2 separate regions of the Urocitellus parryii genome follow, and region 2 is linked to region 1. A link is a contact called in public Hi-C data. All regions are on one chromosome and are shown on one strand. The core of a region is the stretch at or near the end of the contact, and the rest is flanking DNA. Distances in the headings are between cores, read along the strand shown.

What was found. A called contact is a pair of places that touch in the nucleus more often than the background predicts.
Region 2: a Hi-C map of muscle shows a contact between it and region 1, with 5 times the contacts expected there. The contact joins the promoter of Rrs1 here to the promoter of Pde7a in region 1. A contact is called at or near these places in 2 of 2 Hi-C or Micro-C datasets (liver and muscle).

What each region holds. Positions count from the first base shown.
Region 1 is chr7:67,853,968-67,858,733 of mUroPar1.hap1, forward strand. It overlaps Pde7a (phosphodiesterase 7A), which reads right to left and starts at 2,869. Exons shown (of 14, transcript XM_026410011.2): 1 at 2,664-2,869. The coding sequence starts at 2,801. LOC113197605 (a long non-coding RNA gene) reads left to right here and starts at 3,427. Exons shown (of 3, transcript XR_003302719.2): 1 at 3,427-3,861; 2 at 4,083-4,134; 3 at 4,244-4,425.
Region 2 is chr7:68,343,759-68,348,524 of mUroPar1.hap1, forward strand. It overlaps Rrs1 (regulator of ribosome synthesis 1), which reads left to right and starts at 2,566. Exons shown (of 1, transcript XM_026410014.2): 1 at 2,566-4,766. The coding sequence starts at 3,155. The coding sequence ends at 4,252.

The DNA of each region.
Region 1 (4,766 bases), core at 1,619-4,118:
AATTTGCCTAAATCTAAGAAACTTTGAGTGGATATCCAATTCTATTTTGGTTCCTCAGAGTCTTTTTCTGCTTATTTCCTGGATCTATTAGTCTCTAATAACAAGTTCTAAAACAAATTTTGGATAAACAAGTAACTACTTTATTTTGATGTCCTTACATTTTTTTTTCAAATTTAAAACTTATGATCAAAGGTAACAAAATTATTTATTCACTCATTCAACAAATATTAATTACCTGCTATGAACTGAGATCCAAAACGATGGCAAAAATAAAGAACTAAAAAGGATGCTAGTTTTGAACCAATTTTAATGTAGAAAAAATAAAATTAAAATAACTTCTACTCAATGTATTAAAAATAATTAAGTCTCTTAAATAAAATTATAAAACTGCCTAAACATTTTATAATTTCTATACTGTGGTTTTAGGAACTAAAGGCTCCAGGGTAAAGAAATACTTATTTTATAGAGCTCTAAATAAGATTCCAAGGTTTTCTACTTCCTTTTTTCTATTACAAATTCCTTTCCATCCCCCAAAAAGTCAATATCAACATAAACTTTATTATTAAATAATATGCAAGGCCAGCTTGGGGTCGTAGCTCAGTGGTAGAGCTCTTGCCTAGCATACGTAAGGCACTGCCTTTGATTCCCAGCACCACTTTAAAAAAAAAAAAAAAAAGTCCATTGACAACTCAAAAAATATTTTAAAAAAAATATGCAAAGCCTTGATAATGATAAACATACATCTCAGCATCCTGAAGTCTAGTGTCAGTGTTAATTTGTGAAATGTTCTGTCCAATGTTTGAGAAGCTCCTTTATATTTTTTTTTTAGGATTTGGAAACTTTTTTAAACGTTTTCATTAACAAAATATGATGTGTAACCCTACAATATTTGTTTTATCTACCACAGTCATATTTTTCTAATTCTGTTACCTATTTAAATCCAAATCCAGAAAATAAATCAACAAAAAGTGTAGCTTAAACTTGGTCTCTGTGGATTAATTAAGGCATCAGGTAACACCCCTGGCATCAGCCTCTTTTTAAATCCCTTGGAATCTTCCCTCTCATTCATTTTCTCCTCAGGGAACTCAAAAATGTTATTCGTATTTTATACTTTTATAAATGATCAGTGATTGCCTTTATTATTTAGTCATAATGGAAATGGGTCTTAGTCATGTGCCTGCTAATCTGAGGAAGTAAAATAATATTTAGAAGTGCCTGCTAATCTGAGGAAGTAAAATATAGTTAGATTTGAAAAAAAGTTTCGACCATTAAAAACCTTTAATTATTAATATTAAAACTCTTTTCAACAATGCATTAATACCTCTTCAACATTAATTCTGGAAGCTGAAAATGCTTTAAGCAGTATTAAAAACACAGGTCACAGATCTAACCTTCAAAATTAGTAATAATGTAATATTATTTGAAATGCCACTTCATATTTTAGTGATTCTTACAAGTCTACACTGATCTCATTAGCATACTACCTTGTGCTGTGAAAGAAGTCTGCTTTAAATTAAAAAAAAACTGCAAAAGGATACTCAATATAGGCTCTTGCTCATTCTAAAATTTAGGCAAAAATATAAATGATAACTATTTAGTGGACACTTATTTTAGGCAAAATTTATAAAAGGTGCTGTCCACATTAGCTGTAAAAAAAAAAAATGCAGACCTTGTTCAAGATACTTTGAATATAACTGGAGTTAGAAAATAGACCCCCATAGAAGATAACATTAAGCAATAATATTTGGAAAATAAAAATATTTAAAAAGTGATCATAAACACAGAACTAACTGCAGCAGGCAGTGAGGGCATTCAGTTCACATGCAAACAAACAAAAAAAATTCTTTTTGCCTGCCTACTTTAAATTTGGCAATCAAAATTAGCCAGGACTAAGGAGTTGGGCCAAGAGCATTACCAAAGAAAAAACACAAATTCTCAGGAGCAACTGTTATTGGACCATTCAAACAAAATCTTCCTGTGAGTGCTCATCAATGGCTTCTCTCCTAAAATCTTTTTACCAAATTAAAAGCAAAACTGATTAGTGGCTATCAACTTTGCAGACTTGCTTCCCCTGTTGACACTTTTAAGGCCCATTTGCAGAAACGAAGGAGCAGGGGAGAAGAAGGCAACAACGGGGGTACCTAGGCCTATTGTTCAGAGAGAACTGCAGGACTATCAGAGCACCGCGGGGCGCGCCTGAGCTGAGGCGGGCGAGAGTAGAACCCGGCACAGGTGTGTGTGCGCGGGGCGGGGGGGAGTGTTACGGGGGACAGGTGTGTCAGAGGTGAACAGGTGTACTTGGGGTGGGGGCCGCAGCTAAGAAAAAGGGGCCCCATTACCAGACCAAGACGTCGAGTTAGGAGGACAAAGTCATTCCTGAGGCTTTAACCTCTGGGCACTGAGAGTGACTGGCCTGCGGAGGGTCAAAGTGTTCCCCCCGGGGTTTGAGGAGGCCGGAGAACAGAGGGTGGACAGTCGCAAGGAAGGAAAGATAAGGCTCTCGAATCGAGGGGCCAGCCTAGAAATCCCCAAACAATGAACAAAGCTCGGGCTGAGTGTGCAGGCAAGGGCTAGGGGTGTCAAGAGGGTGAAGCCGGTGGGCGGAGGGAAACAAAAGACAGAAGCCCCCAAGTGTGGGCCCGCGGCGCAGCGGCGGTGATTACCTGTGAGAGCTGCCGGGGATTGGGACAGCCGAAGAGCGCGGAGCTGGAGCTGAAGCTGATGGCTCCTCGGCGGCTGAGGACGTGCTGGGGGACCGGCCTGTCCAGGGGCAGCACCGGCAGCTGGTAACATACTTCCATTGAATACGCCCGCCCTGCCTCCGCGCGGCGCCCGCCCTGCCGCGGCCGCCGGCCCCTGAGCTGCGAGGGGGCCGCGGCTCAGGGCGCCGGGCCGAGGCGGGGGCAGGGCGGGCGCGCGCCCACCCCGGACCGAGAAGCCGCGCTCACGCCTCCCTCAGCCCAGCCCTCCGTCCCGGTCGCCGGCGGGAAGGAGCTGCGGCGACCGCGGCACCGGTTACCAGCACCCGCGCGCTTGGGGCTGCGGGCTAGGGGGACTGGGTGCTAGCCGGGGCAACACCGGCAAAGTCGGAAGGGGAACGTCGCCGCCTCTGGGCTCCTCGGGCCAAGAGGTGCGTGTCCTGGACAGCGGAGCAAGGATGGAGCTGAGCGGCGCAAAGAAGACGGCTGTAGCCAGCGGCCAGACCCAGAGCGCGCGGGCTCGGGACCAGCGACCAGCTCGGGCCGCAGCAGCCGCCGGAGCCCTGCCCCTCCCCTCCCCCGGAGCCTGACTTCACATTCACACTTTGCAGCCGCGGACCCTGCGCCAACCACGGCCGCCGCCACCGTGACGTCACGACGCCGCGCCGCAGGCCCAGCGCCCCGCGCCGCCGTCAAAGCGCCCAGAGAGACCGGCTAGCGGCCGAGGGCGAGAGCGGCCTTCCTCCCGTGCCGCACCCAGCGCTCGGTCCTGGACCCCCTCCCGCCGCACATCTCCCTCCTCCCCCATCCTTCTCATCCAGTCTCCCCGCAACCCAAGGCGCGTGCGCATAAGCCCCTGCGGTTTGGGGGCATCCCCATCAGCTTTAAACTCTTGCGTTGGAGCGCGGTGAGGGTGTGGGGTGGGCTCAGTCCGCTCGAGAGGTGCCATTTCGGTGTAGCGACACCAGAAACCCAAAGCACGTGGTGCACTCAGCCCTGTCCGCGGGGACACCGCCGGCTTTCCTTCCTTGAAAATTCCCGTTCTTGGGCTTCGTTCGGGACCGCTGCGGCAGTGACGTCCACGGACCTCGCGGGCCCCATCCTCCCAACTACGTCACTGCCAGTCCCTTGGCGGGGCCGAGCTCCTGCGCTCCCTTGACAGGTGAGGCCCCGGGACCATCCCGGGCCTGCGGGGCGGAGAGGGGAACCAAGAACTCAAGAATGAGAAGGGGGTGAGGGAGGTCTCAGAACGGGTGGAAAAAATCCGAGACTAAAAGAAATAAGAGTATGCAATGAAAAAAAAAAAAAAAAGATGATGATATTGAGAAGACAAAGGGAAAAAGGAGACTGCATGGCCTTCTAATCAAAACTGGTTTTTGTTAGCTTTTCATATTTTTAGAAAACGAGAGAAGGTAAAGAACTCTTCACCAGTTCGGTAAGCTGGATATGTCATTTGCATGTTCATATTGTCACATTTCTCCCCAAGCTGTCACAGCTTTTCAGCAGGAACTATTTCTAATGCTTTCCATCCTATGATACTTCAGACTGAACAAGCTCTTCCCTGCTGGAAAAGTTGTTGATGTGGCTAACTTCTTAGTTGCAATGACTGAGCAAGGTGGCAAGCATTGGAAAGTACTAGATACTCTCCAACTGATGATGAGATCCGGTACCACATGCGTGTGATTGGATAAATGGATGAAAGTCTATGAGACCTTTTATCATCTTCCCGTCGCATCTCTTTCTTTTATATTTAAACTTTATGTCTCCTTTGTATTCTTCTTTGCTCTTCATTGTTAAAAGAAATATAACCCCTACTGTGATCTTGTGGATTTTGTCTTCACTAGATGATGAAGCAATAAGCTTCTCTTTAGTACAGCAACTGATCCAGCCCATTTTTGAAACTCTAATTATTCCCATAACATCTAGAAAATACGTTAAACATCTGTATGGTTGGGATTATGCTGAGCACTTTCACCTAACCATATTTATGTCTAACAACAAACTCGTGGTGGTGATTAGTATCTAAATTGAAAGTAGGTTCATGGGAACAAACTTGGCCTACACCTG
Region 2 (4,766 bases), core at 1,316-3,815, 490 kb after region 1:
TTGAGAAAGAAACAATCCCTGCTCTTTTTCCCTAATTCAGAAAACTGAAAGTGGAGCTAATCCTAACAGCTGTACTTTCTATTAAAAGTTCAATCACACTATATAGTAAATTTCTCTATACCTATATTTCTTTTCCCATGTTTCAAAAGGTCTCAATTACTTTTATATCTAGTGCCTGGCACATGATAGCCATTCAATTAAATGTTCACTGGGTGAAATAATAAATCAGAGGCAAAGCAAAGCCCAAAGTAGCAATATCTTTACTGTCTCCTAGGCAAATTCCCAAAGTTTTAAGGTTGAAATTAGTTAACGTAATAACTGCTACGGTTCTCCAACATAATCCCCTCTTAAAAGGAAAATGAACCTTGCAAACCACACAATCTGTAGTGTCTCCAAAACTTGAAATTACATACTAATCACCTAGATTGATGAAGGTTCTGATAAATTACAGTTAGGAGGAGGCTTGAGATTCCACATTCAAACAAGCGCCCAGGTAATGCTATTTTTCCAGTCACAGGACCGCACTTTTTTTGTTTTGTTTTGTTAGTATTAAAAGCTTGGATGGCATTGCAGAAGATATGTATGTAGTCTTAAAGCCAGAGTGAAGATCCTGCTCCCACATGTCCTAGTTGTATTACATAAGTCGACTCACTCTGTAAGCCTTCCTTTTTCATCAGTGGAAATAACAAAGAGTTAGTAACAATATATAGTTAATGTTTATTGAGTTCTCACCATGTACCAAGAACTAACATTTCATTCTTATGAATAGGGCTTAGGTTAAACAAACTGTCCAAGGAAAACTAGTAAATGGTAAACTGAGATGGATTAACCCAAGAAACCTAATTTTTAAACACTATATAACACTGCATTGTTCACTGGCCATGATGAAGATTAAATAATAATTAATATTTAGCTAACTTTTATTGAGTATTTATATTCCAGACCCTAGTCTAAGCCTCCCTTGGGGTGTATTTACCTATTTATCTTCATAATAGCCCTAGGATGTGATTACCATTAGTAGCCTCATCCTTTTTTGTTGTTGTTTTAATTAGTTATATATGACAGTAGAATACATTTGACACATCATACATAAATGAAGTATAACTTCTCATTCTTCTGGTTGTACATGATGTAGAATTACACCAGCCATGTAATCATATATGCACAAAGGGTAATAATGTCCAGATCATTCTACTATCCTCCCTACCTCTGTACCCATCTCCTCCCTCTGTCTAAGCCAAAGTATCTCTATTCTTTCCTAGCTCTCCTCCCTTATTGTGAATTAGCATCTCCATATCAGAGAAAACATTCAGCCTTTGGATCTTTGGGATTGGCTTATTTCCCTTAACATGATGTTCTCCAGCTCCATCCATTTACCTGCAAATGCCATAATTTTGTTCTTCTTTAAGGCTGAGTAATATTCTATTGTGTACCTAGGTTGAGTCCATAGTTTAGCTATTATGAGGTAAGCTGCTATAAAAATTTATGTGGCTAATATTCCTATATTAAAGGTTTTTTTTAAAGGCCTAACCAAGTTAAATAGCCTAGCCCAAGGTCAAACATTCTCACAGCCAGGAACTGGAACCAAGCAGTGTAACTGCAGAGCTGGGTGCTCTTTTGCCAGGAAAGCAACAGACCCTCCCGGAGCTCTGAGTCAACTCTGGGGTCTTGTGAGGATGGCCTTAGGCCTGAGCCTAACCAACTCCATTTTAAAACTCCAGTTTGAAACCTGCAGTCTCACCAGGCACACCCACAGAGCCCTCCAGTATGGCCTCAAACAAGTTATTTTCCTTCACCCTGATAAACAGAGTGAAGCCCCTGGCAGGCTGTCCTCACCTGAGCGGGAAAGGCAATAAGATCAGGGTGGAGACCACCAGACCAGATGTTTCTGACCCCGCAGTAAATGATGTCACTGAGAAATCCAGTGGTAGCTGATAAGGATTAAAAGGGGGGGTCAAAAGCTCCAAATTTTAGTATAAATAATAGAGCCAATGAACAGGGATTCAGCCAGCTGAAACAAGGATGCACTGGAGCTGGAGAGCCTGATGAGGACCTGACATCCCATCACTTGTCATCGTTTCCTGAGCCTCTGCATGATCCTCACCACTCTCAAACTCTACCATCTCATCTGGACCTTGGTGAGAACCGCAACTTCTCCCTAAGACCCTCTCCTCAATCAGTAGTCCACTCCTCACCAGGAAAAGCCTGCCTTGGTTCCAGACCTGATCACCGTGGTCTGAGTGAGTGTGCATCTGCTGGACTTAAAGCCTAAGGCTTAAGAATTAAACTTAGCATGCAGAGGGAGTGTCTGTCATTAGCCTGTCATGATTAAGTGTGTTTTGCAGCGCTGAGAATTAATTAATCTAGACTTGTTTGCTGTGGATTATGTCTATTGCAGTGCCTAGCATTAAGGATTGTGTTTTCTTGATTAAGAACCTATAGAGTGAAATTGTATTGAGTAATTTGAGTGAATAAAGCATTGAAAGGGGCAGAAGCAGGTGGACATTCTTTATTTCTCCCCTCCACTGCATACAATTGCAATTTTGCCCCCTCGTCTACCGCTGGGGTCCTGGGGTCCGTGCACACCTGCACCACCAGTTCAGGGCGGTGTAACTGCCAGCCCCACTCCCTGGCAAAACAACCTTTATGTATATCTGTGGGATGTGTCTCTGCTCACATCCAGGACCCCCAAAGTGGGTTATAACTATGGTGCAATGATTTGTCCCGCCCAAGAAGGGGTGATTAACTACACATCTTTGATTGAAATGGTAGATTTACACGGAAACTTTAACACCCAGCGGACCAGTAACACACCTGACGCAGCCCCAGAAATTTGACCGGCCCGCGTCCGTCCCCGGGGACCGCCTCCTGCCTCTGCATCCTGGGAGCCGCAGCCCCAACCAGTTCCGGGAACTTGTAGTCCAGGATCGAGCCTGTAGTCACTCTTCTAATCCTATCAGCTCTCCAACACCGCCCTCTGCCGGCCTTTCCTTGGGTCGCCGGGATCACAAGCCCCTAACCCGGAAGCGAACCTTCGTCTTCCGGGTTGAGCGACCGGGCTTCCGCACGTGGTTGAGTTGCCGGGACCCTGGGCCCTGCTCTTGAGAGGTGACTTCAACAATTAACCTCAAAGCTAGGAGACCGATCCGGAGCCATGGAGGGCCAGAGCGTGGAGGCACTGCTGGCAAAGGCGGAGCAGGAAGAGGCAGAGAAGTTGCAACGCATCACAGTGCACAAGGAGCTGGAGCTGGAATTTGACCTGGGTAACCTGCTGGCTTCCGACCGCAACCCCCCGACTGTGCTGCGGCAGGCGGGACCCACGCCGGAGGCCGAGCTGCGGGCCTTGGCACGGGACAATACGCAGCTGCTCATCAACCAGCTGTGGCAGCTGCCCACGGAGCGCGTGGAAGAGGCGCTGGTGGCCCGGCTGCCGGAGCCCACCACGCGCCTGCCGCGTGAGAAGCCAATCCCACGGCCGCGGCCGCTTACACGCTGGCAGCAGTTCGCGCGCCTTAAGGGCATCCGTCCCAAGAAGAAAACCAATCTAGTGTGGGACGAGGTGAGCGGCCAGTGGCGGCGGCGCTGGGGCTACAAGCGCGCCCGGGATGACACCAAGGAATGGCTGATCGAGGTTCCCGGTAGCGCCGACCCCCTAGAAGACCAGTTCGCCAAACGGATTCAGGCCAAGAAGGAACGCGTAGCCAAGAACGAGCTGAACAGGCTGCGTAATCTGGCCCGAGCGCACAAGATGCAGCTGCCCAGCGCGGCCGGTTTGCACCCTACCGGACACCAGAGTAAGGAGGAGCTGGGCCGCGCTATGCAAGTGGCCAAGATCTCCACCGCCTCAGTGGGGCGCTTCCAGGAGCGCCTCCCCAAGGAGAAGGCTCCTCAGGGTTCAGGCAAGAAGAGGAAGTTTCAGCCCCTTTTTGGGGACTTCGCAGCCGAGAAAAAGAACCAGTTGGAGCTACTTCGAGTCATGAACAGCAAAAAGCCTCAGCTGGATGTGACGAGAGCCACCAACAAGCAGATGAGAGAAGAGGACCAGGAGGAGGCCGCCAAGAGGAGAAAAATGAGCCAGAAGGGCAAGAGAAAAGGGAACCGGCAGGGTCCAGGAGGCAAGAGGAAAGGCGGCCCGCCCAGCCAGAAGGGGAAGAGAAAAGGAAATTTGGGAGGCAAGATGCATTCCGGGCCACCTGGCTTGGGTGGCAAGAGAAAAGGCGGACAGCACCAAGGAGGAAAGAGGAGGAAGTAACACTTCATTCACCCTTGGACCTGTTCTGTAAAGAACGAACTGTATGCTAAATGTTAAGTTTTTGGTACTGTCGCAGGGCGGGACCACTGTCTTCATTGAGTTTGAGGTTGAAAGGACAAAATTGTCCTCTCCTCAAGAAAGTATGTAAGTGTTGTTCGACTGTACAGATCAAAGTCTTTCCTACAAACGAGACCTTAGCTAGTGATGAAGGGTATATTTGAGGACACAAGGGTTAGAAAAATAATTTGGGCATTTTACTTTGGGGTTAAGGGGTGAAGGAGAGTTGGTGACATTTCAGAGACTTATGGTAGATTAATTTATATATTTTAGCATTTGTTATTTTTGTAACAAGGTTTTGTTATGCTCATCAGATCTGGGAGGGGAGAGGAAAGATGACATTTTCCTAAGTTGATTTAAAGAAACTGTTGTGGGGCTGGGGCTGTAGCTCAGTGGTAGAGCACTCACCTAGCATACATGAGGCACTGGGTTCAATCCTCAGCACCTAAATAAATAA